Linked DNA regions of Mus musculus: regions 2, 3 and 4 are each linked to region 1. The links are chromatin contacts, called in public HiChIP or PLAC-seq and promoter capture Hi-C maps. All regions are on one chromosome and are shown on one strand. The core of a region is the stretch at or near the end of the contact, and the rest is flanking DNA. Distances in the headings are between cores, read along the strand shown.

What was found. HiChIP or PLAC-seq counts read pairs in DNA pulled down with a chosen protein or histone mark. Capture Hi-C pulls out chosen DNA fragments and counts their contacts.
Region 2: a contact with region 1 is called in an H3K4me3 HiChIP or PLAC-seq map of bone marrow-derived macrophages, with 5 times the contacts expected there. The contact joins the enhancer-like site here to the promoter of Kptn in region 1. A contact is called at or near these places in 3 of 39 promoter capture datasets (the C10 cell line, the HPC-7 cell line and liver), 1 of 115 datasets of contacts at active chromatin or transcription factors (bone marrow-derived macrophages) and 3 of 9 other capture datasets (adipose tissue, liver and pancreatic islet).
Region 3: a FOXA1 HiChIP or PLAC-seq map of pancreatic cancer cells shows a contact between it and region 1. The contact joins the promoter of Bbc3 here to the promoter of Kptn in region 1. A contact is called at or near these places in 4 of 39 promoter capture datasets (the C10 cell line, embryonic stem cells, liver and 1 more), 2 of 484 Hi-C or Micro-C datasets (both in embryonic stem cells), 3 of 115 datasets of contacts at active chromatin or transcription factors (bone marrow-derived macrophages, microglia and pancreatic cancer cells) and 3 of 9 other capture datasets (adipose tissue, liver and pancreatic islet).
Region 4: a contact with region 1 is called in a promoter capture Hi-C map of adipose tissue. The contact joins the promoter of C5ar1 here to the promoter of Kptn in region 1. A contact is called at or near these places in 20 of 39 promoter capture datasets (the 3T3-L1 cell line, 3T3-L1-derived adipocytes, the C10 cell line and 11 more), 1 of 15 datasets of contacts at CTCF or cohesin (pro-B cells), 10 of 484 Hi-C or Micro-C datasets (the AML12 cell line, the G1E-ER4 cell line, LSK cells and 6 more), 4 of 115 datasets of contacts at active chromatin or transcription factors (bone marrow-derived macrophages, large pre-B cells and microglia) and 4 of 9 other capture datasets (adipose tissue, liver, macrophages and 1 more).

Annotation. Positions count from the first base shown.
Region 1 is chr7:16,118,486-16,121,210 of GRCm38.p6, reverse strand. Kptn (kaptin) reads right to left here and starts at 1,335. Exons shown (of 12, transcript NM_133727.2): 1 at 1,030-1,335; 2 at 639-721; 3 at 415-499; 4 at 287-341. The coding sequence starts at 1,252.
Region 2 is chr7:16,367,159-16,369,883 of GRCm38.p6, reverse strand. It overlaps Sae1 (SUMO1 activating enzyme subunit 1), which reads left to right. Exons shown (of 9, transcript NM_019748.3): 4 at 1,233-1,375. Among named protein-coding and RNA genes, the nearest start is that of Sae1, 19 kb to the left of the region's middle. Within about 2 kb of position 1,398, at least 37 of the 459 cell types and tissues checked have an H3K27ac peak or open chromatin away from gene starts, as enhancers often do.
Region 3 is chr7:16,308,238-16,310,962 of GRCm38.p6, reverse strand. Bbc3 (BCL2 binding component 3) reads right to left here and starts at 1,380. Exons shown (of 4, transcript NM_133234.2): 1 at 1,102-1,380.
Region 4 is chr7:16,258,002-16,260,726 of GRCm38.p6, reverse strand. It overlaps C5ar1 (complement component 5a receptor 1), which reads left to right and starts at 1,389. Exons shown (of 2, transcript NM_001173550.1): 1 at 1,389-1,582. The coding sequence starts at 1,580.

The sequences.
Region 1 (2,725 bases), core at 86-2,585:
CCCACTGGAATGATCTACCTGAGGGGCGACAATGTAACCATCTTGGCTGCATTCACTCTGAAAAGCACCACGAGAACCAGACTGGTGATGGCAGGTGTGTGGATTCCAGTCTGCTAAAGCTCAGTGAAACCCCACTTCCCGGCTATACTTCCCATCACCTTTTGGGCCCCTAACACTACCTGTTTCCAATCCTTAGTAGAGGAAAAGCCTTTTGTTTTCCAGATAGGGCAAAAGCCTCTGAGTGCAAGGAAAGGGTAGGAGAGCATGGGTGCCCAGGGTCACTCACTCTGCGTGGCACAGCTGGAAAGGTGTGAACTGGAGTTCCAAATTCAGGCAGCTCTCTGCAGAAGGACACAAGTTAAGCCCAGCAGCCCCTGGCAGCCCCAGCTACGCTCTCCCCTAAGCCCCACTCACCTGCAATAGAGTCCAGGTTGTACTCTGAGCCAGGCTCATAGTCACAGTAAATGTTAAGAAACGGACTGCCCTTGTCTCCTGAGTCCTGGGGGTGGAAACTTCTCTCAGGGGAGGTAGGGGAGGTGACAGGCATTTGGAGTAGATTCAGAGCACTTGAGAGAGACTTGGTGGGATCCACAGTGACTAAGGAGGAGGGCGTGGACAGGTGGAGGGTGCTGTGGTACCTTTATAAAAGTGATGCCCACAACCAGGCCCCGTTTTGGGGGTGACTTGTTGAAAGTGTCGATGGAGACGATCTCAGCATCCACTATGAGGGGAGTTCAAAGTTCACTGATTAGGCAGGTCTCCACTCTTGCAGCCTAACCACACTAACTTCATACCACAGCAGATGCAGGCGTCTGACCGCTATCATCATGACCTCTGAACACCGACTACTATGCTGTTGATAACTTATGTTTGCGGAATCCTGAACCCTAACTACTTTCAGGCCATGATGACCACTGTCTCGAACCCTAATGATTATCAGTTTTGACCCTGACCTCGCAACACAGTGACAATCTTAGAATCCTCAACACCAGACTCTAGTCCCGCCCCAGGCACCACAGCGCCACGCACCGGGAATGTAGTTGAATTGCAGCTCTTTAGCCACAGGCCGGATTTTCTGTCGGAGGTCTTGATAGCGGAAGCCGAGCACCTTGCCTTTAAGAGTGGCGGCCAGCAACTCCCCTCGCCCGTCCGCGCCTCCAGCAAGCCCGTACACGTTGCTTTGCGACGAGAAGCGCGTGAAGCTGTCCTCCAGCAGTGGACAAGGTCCCTCTGCCACGGCCGCCTCCCCCATCCTGGCCCTCCGCGATCGGTCCCAGATGGCCTGATGCTCCCCAACCTGTCAGGAAACCTCCACTAGCGCATACTGATGACGTCAAGAAGCTGCGGTTACTGCCCTCTACAAATATGGCGCTTGGTTCCTTGACTGGGCGGCCCAGACAAAATTGCCCTTCTGCAACTGAGTGTTCTGTCCTTGCCCATTTCGGAGCTATGGAGAGGGCCTTCCAGGATTTGAGATGGGGGAATGGAGGCGTCTCTGGGCCTCTCTGAAAGCAGTGTGTAAAGGAGAATAAGTATCACCCTGAACTGTGGGTGGGCACACACTCCTGTGAGTACAGCACTTGGGAAGTGGAGGCAGTCGCAGCAGTTTCAACCCTTCTACAAAGTTAGAGGCTAAGCTTAAGTAATAAGTAGTTTTCAGGCCCGTCGGTCTGCAGGAGACACTCCCAGCCCCCAACTTCTGTCTCTCTCTACACACACATGCACTCCTATAAATACACTCATTCTCCAACAAAAACTATCTGAACAACAAAACAATTATAAAACCTAATTACTACCCTTTTGGATAAGCACATTCGATCTGCCAATTTATTTAAACTCATAAGCAAGCTGAAGTGGAGGCACATATCTAAACTTTTTACTTTTAGAGACAGGATCTTACTCCATAGCCTTGGCTGAACCAATAATTTACAAATCAGGCTGGCAACAAACTTGTGACAATCCTCTTACCTCTGTATGCCACGTGCCAAGAACACAGGCGTGCCCTTCTAAAGTAGGTATTCTTAATATTTTTAAAACACTTATGTGTATGTTTCTGTATGGGCACATGTACCATGGCATGTGATCAGAGAACAACTCTGGGAGTCAGTTCCCTTCACCTTCTGGGTCTCAGCAATTGAACTGCTTAGGCATGGTAGCAAGCACCAGTATCTGCTGAGCCATCTTGCTGGCCCTAAGGTACTCTTGAATCTATTATATAGGCCAACTGAGTTAAGTAAATTCTTTAAGCAATATTATCTTTAAAACAGTAAAGTGTATTCTTGTACCAGGGAAAAGATCAGTTAACCTGTCCATCCTGATGGCAGAAGAGACTACCTGCTTTAGTGAACATTCATAGTGACAGTCTGCAGGACCCATGGCTACCTTGTCCACTCACACTGCTCCTGGTGCCATCACACCCTTTAGAGAGTCCCTCACAAACTTCTCACCAGAACTATGCAAAGAGCTTTACAAAGTTTGAGCCCGACGCTGAGGGAGAGCAGGATCTGGACTGAGGTTTCTGTGATGGAGGGCTTACCAGCCAGGTGCTATGAGGCCTTTCAGGGGGTCTGGATCTGCCACTTCAATCAACTCCAGCACCTGGGATGCATAGCCTCAGACACAAAGCAGGCTCCGTAGATATGCCAAAACCCTGCCGACTCTAGGCCAGATAGATGGCATAGGTGATAAGGATGCTTGCTATGCAAGCCTCACAGCAACCCAAGCC
Region 2 (2,725 bases), core at 149-2,648, 250 kb before region 1:
GGCCAAGAGCAGAATCTTTGCTCTTGTGTTCTGGAAATTTAAGTTGCTGATTAATTTTGTTGCCAGCTGCACTTATTAGATAGAAGTATCAAGCTACAGCTTATGTTTTGTGTTCAGGAAGGAAGCAGCAAACATCCCTAGCCAAGCTTGGTAGCATTTGCCTATAATCCCGACATTAGGCAAATGGAATTAGGAAGGAATAAGAGATCAAGACTGAGTTTGAGGCCAGTCTGGGCTACATAAGGTTTTGTTTTTGAAGACAGTTTCTCTGTAGCTCTGGCCATCCTGGAACTTGCTCTATAAGACCAGGCTGACCTTTGGAGATTTGCATGGTGCTGCACTTAAAGGCATGCACCCCCACCTCCTTGCTTTGTCTTAAAAAACAGATAACTAACAGCCAACACATCTGTGCTCAGTGTGTCTGTGCCTTTTATATATATATATATATACACACACACACACACACAAACAATCACTTTGGCCATGGAATTGTCAGTGATACACCAAATGCTGCATGTAGAACTCACATCATCTATTCTCAATTCTGTATCAGTGTCTGTTAGGTTTTCTTATTTGCTTTTCAGGCAAGGTCTCTCTACAGGTCCCCAGCAGTCCTGTAGGCCAGGCTGGTTCGGAACTTTTGGGGAGACAGGCAGAGATTTTATTTTCCCTTTCCTTGCCTCTCCAGTACAGGGATTTAAAGGCTTGTGCTGCCACATCTGGCTGACTTCAGCCTCTTAAGACAGGGTTCCCTGTACCCTGGGAAAGCTTAAGAGATCTTGGACAAATAGTAAAAAAAAAATTTAAAGTGTGTGTGTGGGTAGATACTCAAACATGACCTTTTGGTCAGTTAAAAAACTGGTTTTACTTGTCACCAGAATTTGCTTGACTTTGTAGTTTAGATTACCTTGATAGCTCTGTCTTCATGAGAACTATGAGGTGTAGTTTATATGCTCATGGGTTAAGGAAACAGATTGTCTTGAGTGGTTTTACTGTCCAGCTAAATTCTTCTCTTAGGTGTCAGAAGTGGTCGTCATGTCGTGTATATTTTCTACACCCTGAAATCTGCAGCTTTTCTTCTGTCTTTTACTCACAGCACCCAAGAACCTGTTATTCTTGTTGAAACTGGTCTTAAGCCTGCCAGAGAGACAGTTAATTTAAGACTTATGCAGACAGCAGGGCAGTGATTCACAGTTTGCAGCTCTTAGCAGTCACTTCCTGTCTCCTCTCAGGTGTGCCTGACTTGCTGCTCCAGAGATGTCATCATTAAAGTCGACCAGATCTGTCACAGAAACAGCATTAAGTTCTTCACAGGAGATGTCTTTGGGTACCATGGGTACACCTTTGCGAATCTTGGAGAGCATGAATTTGTAGAGTAAGTGCTGGGAGAGGGCCGAAGGGAGCGTTCCACAGTTGAGTGGTATTTGTGGTAGGAAATGAGCTGTCTCAATGACATAGCATACTGTACTATAATACTTCAGAACATTCTCAGACAAGGGATTAACAAATTATGAAGCAGAGTTGTTTTGTGGATTCACACTTTTGTTGTTTTTTCAAGGCATGGTTTCTCTGTTTGGCTATACTGTAACTCTGTAGACCAGGCTAGCTTCCAACTCAGAGATCCACCTACCTCTGCCTACTGAGTGCCATGCCTGCTCAGCTTGTGGGTTCAGAATTTTAGGAGACATGTAGACCCCATCTTTGGAGGCAGTGGTGTCAACTGAAGCCCAAAGCACGCAATGTTGTGGACAGAGTGCATCACATGGGTATCCCACCTCCCGAACTTGAGGGTTGGAACTCACATGCTGTCCAGGGAAAGTGTGCTTGTGTTAAATGCTTGTTCCTTAGCTTGTACTTGCATGTTGAGTGATGGAGAGAGAGTGCCTGCTAGTTAAATGGGTAGTCCTTTGGGCACATTTAACCTGCCTTGAAAAGCTCCACGGTTCAGAGCCTACTGTGGAGCAGACAGACCTTATGCCTTGTTTGGAACATGAAGCTGCAGAGCCTAATTCTCACATGACAAGACCTGCAGTGTTTTTACTTACTACCGTTTTCAAGAGAAAGATGGCAGACGGTATTTATAAAACTATGAGCTGAATATATGGCCACGATTCATTATATTTTTATTCTCTTGCTTGCTCTCTCATCTCAATCTCTCAAACAGCATCTGAATCCTACCTTGCCACTGAGTGATACAGTTGGGCACAGCTTCCTGCTAAGCAGTGCTCCTATTGTTCAGCCTCTCCAGCAAGTCATTGGTATTTCTCTGGCCCACAAGTTTCTTGGCTGGTGCACACCTTAATCCCAGCATCTGGGAAGCAGAGGCAGGTAGACCTCTGAGTTCAAGGCTAGCCTGATCTACAGAGTGAGTTCCAGGACAGCCAGGGCTACACAGAAAAACCCTGTCTCGAAAACCAGTGGGGGAGGGGGACAACGACGACAACCTTTGAAAGGGGCAAATGTGTTCTCGCCATCTCCTACCCTAGCCACCCAGCAGCTTTAGAAAGGTCTGATTCTAGGAGTGCAATGAATTGCACAGTTAAAACAAGAGCAGGCTGGGCTACTCTTAACATGAAATTTCCACAGCACAAGGAGGAATTAGGTTTGGCTCTTTAGTTTTTGATTCTTCAAGAATGTTTGCAAAGCAGTCTCTTTGGCTTATGGGAGCTTGCTTATGCTAGGCAGTTTACTTACGTTCTTTTCCCATTATCACATCAGGGACAGC
Region 3 (2,725 bases), core at 131-2,630, 190 kb before region 1:
AGCGTGCCTTGTGTGCCTTTTGCTGCTCAGAAGTCACCCAGCGAGCGATCAGGCACTGGGTGGCATCCCATCCCAAAAGCTGGGTACAGCAGATGCTTGTCTTGGAGACACCCAGAGACAGCACGCGCGCGCGCGCATACACACACACACACACACACACACACACACACACACACACACGCAGCGCACACTTGGGCGAGACCCCTGCACAGCAACACAGCTCACTCAAGCGACACACAAACACAGCTCAAGTGCCCCGGTCGTCCGCACCACCACCACCAACACTACCAGGCAAGCGACAGATACAGATCCCCTTTTCACCCCTTAAGAGCACACGTATACAACTCTGGTTTGGGGGGTGGCCACCCACACCCGTAAACGGACAGGTGCACCCCACCCCGCAGACACGCGGGCAAGGACTCACGCAGACACCCCTCCGGGTGACAAACGCCAACATCTCGGTGTAGGGATACAAACTCGGGAGCCAAACACGAGCACACACACCCAGGCGAGACACCTGCAGATCCACAGCCCCGCACGCGCGGTCCCCGCCGCCCCTCCGCTGTCACAGCCCCCCCCCTCGACGCCGCCACGTGCGCCCGCCCCGCCCGCCCAGCGCGCGCGGGGCCAATAACCGGCTGTTGCTGGGGCGCAGCCCCCGCCCGCGGGAGCCACAGCCTCCGCCGCCCCCTGTCGCCGCCCCCGGCGGGCGCGCGCTCTGGGTGTGGCCGATCCTCGGTGCCACCCCCCACCCCAACCCTCCCGCAGTGGGACTCGGGGGACTCGAGCGAGCCCGGGGCCACGCTCCTCCCAGGTCTCACTAGCCACCAGGGGGCGCGGGCGAGCCCGAACCCCATTGTTTGTAAACAAACCCGCCAGACCGCTGTGGCACCTGTGCGCCCAGACAGGGCGCCCTGAGTCCCAGGTGCTTCCTTCCCGCCCGCCTGGCCCAGCCTTAGTCCCAGTGATGAAAGCTGGGGCACAAGCTGCGGGAATGCAAGGCGACCGTCCTATCGGCCCGTGCACCCCGTCACCTCCTCCAGGGAGCCCTCCGGGCCTTGCCGCTCGTAAGCAGCTTCGGGAATCGGGGTGCTCACTCACCCCGGGGGCATGAACACTCCGGAGAAAGGAGGCGATGGGGTGGCGGGCGGTTGCCTTCTGGAGGGCTCGCCCGCCGAGTGGGTTGCTATTGAGGCACCTTGCTGCTGCTCCTGCTGCTCTAACTGCAGTGACTGCTGCTGCTTCTGGAGTCTTCGTGTCCGGATCACCGCTGCTGCTGCTTGCTTGCTGGTGTCGCCGCCGCCTCCTGGGCTCCCCGCTCGCATGTGGCTCTATGCCGCGTCTCAGGCCTCCCGGCAGATCCCCGGGCCCCGCTCGCTCGGCGGCCGCCCCGCCCCGCCTCTCGCTGGCTCCCACGCCCCGCCCCCGCGTGACGCCAGGGCCCCGCCCGCGGCTGGGGACAAGTCGGGGCTTGCAGTCGGGCGCCGCGCCCCCTACCTCGGCGCGGGGGGTTTCCCGGCAGCCAGAGGGGCGGGGCGAGGCCTGGTCCAGGCAGGAGGAGCAGCGTGGGGACAGCCCAGACCTAGGGTGTCCGGACACACGCTTGACACACTGACACACTGACTGGGACCCACACCCACACCTGAGGAGTACGCTCAGACTAACGGACTGGCACGCCAGGGTGCACTGAGTCAGTGATGACTGAGCCACAGGGACACAAAGTCAGACCAGAGGCACAGATACACATCAGGACAAGGGCCTGGACACACGAGCTCACACAGACCCAGACATCCAGATTATCTTACTTACTGGCTCACTGGGTCACACACAGACAGTGACAACCCAAAACGTAGTTGCACAAACAATATTCAAACAGTCTCCGACGCACAAACCCGTGTCCCCAGATGCCTAGGGCATTCACACTACACTAAAGGCTGACCCCTTCTCAGAACAACTTCCTGGCAGGTTCAGAGGGACACACACTCCAATCCAAATAGCACTCTCAGGCTGACACCCGCAATAGCTGAAGCACAGCCACTAGACTGCACTGGCTGACCCTACAAAACATGCCAGTCACATACAGAAGAAACTGAGCCCAGACCTGTGCTCACAAAGTCACTCCTGAGACAGGTTCCTGCTAAATGGCTTGATGGCGGGTTACACTCGTGAACTTAAACACCTGGCCCGCCTGGCGTAATACCCATCTGGCACTGGACAAATGGGGAAGAGGCAGCCCTGTGCTCCTGGCACAGACATGCCCGGGCAGCCCCCTGCACCCTATTTCATCCTGTCTGTTGTTTCTGTTTCCTTTCCCTTTTCTAAAAGTCATTTATTTCCCTTCCCTTTTGAAACAGTGACCCTTCCTCCTCCCAAGCCGTAGACATCTCTCACGGCACTTGACAGACTCTCTGTCTCACCCAAACTGTCACCAAACTTACTGAGTATATTACTTACCTATGGGTGCCCAGCACTGGGCCCGCTGTGAAAGGGTGTCACACAGCCATGTGAGATAAGACACTTGTTAAAGAAATAAACATAGTCACTTACACCTGTCTTCCCAGCACTTCCAGAGGATAAAGCAGGAATGTGGTTGCAAGGTTGGAGTCTGTCTGAGTTACATAGTGAGTTCCAGGCCCCCCCCTTTTTTTTTTTTTCTTTTTTGGTTTTTCAAGACAGGGTTTCTCTGTGTAGCCCTGGATGTCCTGGAACTCAGTTTGTAGACCAG
Region 4 (2,725 bases), core at 140-2,639, 140 kb before region 1:
TGAGTGTTTGAGATGGTGTCTCGGGTTGTCTGTATTGCTAGGAATGAACTTGAGCTATGGTGTCTCCTGCATCCACCTCCCAAATGCTGAGATTATAGACATCGTTGAAATCTCCGGAGTGTGTTCCTTTCACGGCCCATCTCGCTGCATACTCACAGGAGTTCCGGGGTCCTGTGGTCTCACGTGGCTGATGCATCAGGTGTTCAGGGTAGGATGTGGGAGGAGAAGAGAGAAGATAGAAGATTTCAGGTTTCAAACAAACAGAAAACACAACAAAGGATTAATTAGGCTGTTAAGACAGAATAAGACATTTCATCTCTTATGCTCCACGCCCCCCAGCCCTGAGATAGGCTTTCATTATGTGGCTCTTACTGACCATGAGTTTACAGAGTGTTGGGATTGCGTACCACACATGTGACCATAGGTTTGTTTTATTTTTATTTTTTTAAAAAATTGGTCCTTCCTATGCAGGTGGCCTGGAATTTTTAATCCTCCTGCTTTTGTCCAAGTAATAGAATTACAGGCATGTATAATTGTGCCTAACCTGAGCCAATTTTGTCTTTGCTAAAAAGCACAGGTTCTCAACCTGTGGGTCCTGACCCCTGGGGGGAGGGTGTCACATCTCAGATATCTTGTATATCTGATATTTACATTACAGTTATGAAGTAACAATGAAATGCTTTTGTGGTTGGGGGTCACCACAATATGTGGAACCAACTGTTTTCAGGGTCACAGTGTCAGGAAGGTTGAGAGCCACTGCTACAAAGGATCTCACAAAGCCTACTCTGGATTAGAAGTTACTGTGCAGCCAGGAGGATGGCTTTGAACTTATTCTCCTGCCTCAGCCGCCTGGGTGCTGGGGTCGGATGCAGCACTACATCAGGTTTTATGCGGTGCTGGGAATGGTATCCAGGGCTTTGCACATGCTAGGCAAGTGTTTAACCAACCAAGCCATGATCCCAGCATGCTTTGCTTTATTATTTGAGACAGGTCCTGTTCTGCAGCCCAGGGTGATCCTCCTGCCCCAGTCTCCTGAGTGCTAGCATTGAGTTAACACATCTCCCTAACCCCCTTAAGAGAAAACGCCAAGACCTTGGCCATCTCTTCAGCCCTCTGTGTGCTTTCTTGCTATAAAAGCCACCAGGCTGGGGAGCTGTGGTCATTATTTCTGTCATGTAGAAACCCCAGAAACTCCAAAACTTCCTTCAGAAGAGGTAGGCTCCTCCTCAGATTGGGGAACGAGGCCAGGAAAAGCAGCTGCGTCCCCAAAAGTGAAGAAGTCCTGGAAATTGCCTTTTCCCCTTCTGGGGCCAGAGACTTCCTTCCTTTTCCAAGTTGACATCTCTCCCCTGGCTGGTTGGTACTGGGTGGTGCTGAGGGTGTACTGGGTAAGCACCGGTGGAGGGAGCCTCAGCTAGGATGGTCAGTGAGTGACCAATGAGCACCTCCAGGAGACAAGACAGTCATTTCCTCTCAGTTGCCTGCATCTCTTCTTGAGGGTTTAAAAGGCACAGCCTGGGTGACAGGGACCTTCAGGCATCCGTCGCTGGTTACCACAGAACCCAGGAGGAGCCAGGACATGGTGAGTGGATTCCTCTCCCTGTCTGACTTTCTTTGCCCATTTCTAGCTCCTTTCCCATCCTGAGCTCACACTCTGAGATGGGATGTGGCCAACGGACTAAGGGGATTTATGGGAACCACGGCGGCCTCACCAAGATGTAGGCTCAAGAAGGTTCTTCAGGACAGGAGACCCTGGAGTCAGCTCTCCTCACTGAAGAGTTCTAGAAGTTGGGCATGTTCATTTACACTTGTAATCTGAGCCCTCAAGAGGCCGGGGCAGGATGCTGCAGTCAAGGCTACATAGTGACTTTTAGGCTAGTGTGAGCTACACTATGAGATACTGTGTTCAGAGACAAATGGGCTGGAGGTAGAGATCAGGTGTGAGAGTGCTCTGTGGGAGAGCTGGAAGCCATGGGTCCAATGACCAGCACCTCGTACAGCTGGGTGGGAGTGATTGGAAATTCAATCTTACATAGTAATTTTGAGGTTAACCTGGGCTACACTACATGAGACCCTACTTCAGAAAAGCAAGAACAAAAAAATAATTTTACAAACTAGCCAAGGTGGTGGCTCAAACCTGCTATCCTGGCTCCTAGCAGGAGGTTTGAGATTTGGGGCGAGCCTAGGCAACTTTGTTGAGACTTTGTCTCAAAGACTAAAAGCAAAACAAAACAAAAACTCAAACAGTGTGAATAAAGGAAGGAAGAATGAAACAATTGCAGAAACCTGTTGGGATTGTAGCTCACTGCCTAGCCTGAGTGTGGCCCAGGGTTCCGTCTCCTACGCTGAGTCTAAAACTACCAAGCAGAGACTGGGTGCTGTGACGCACACCTTTTAATCCCGCACTCAGGAGGCAGAATCGGGAGGTTCTCTGTGAGTTCGAGGCCAGCCTGGTAAACATGTAAAGAAGTCTAAGGAAGGTCAATGTTGAGAGTCTTGACAGCCAGTTTGAAAGAACGCCCATTCCCAGAAAAGTTAGAGGAAGCCCAGATGGGAGCACTGATGGCCTGGGTCCTTCTGTGGTTAATGGCCATGACCCTCTAGGCAGGTCCCTCTCCATGCCTGGGACCTGACGTTGAGGCATGGTGCTAGACCAGCGGCGACTTGGCCCCACTGTAACAGAGGATACGGTCTTGCTTCATCCACACAAAAGAGGAAACGGAAA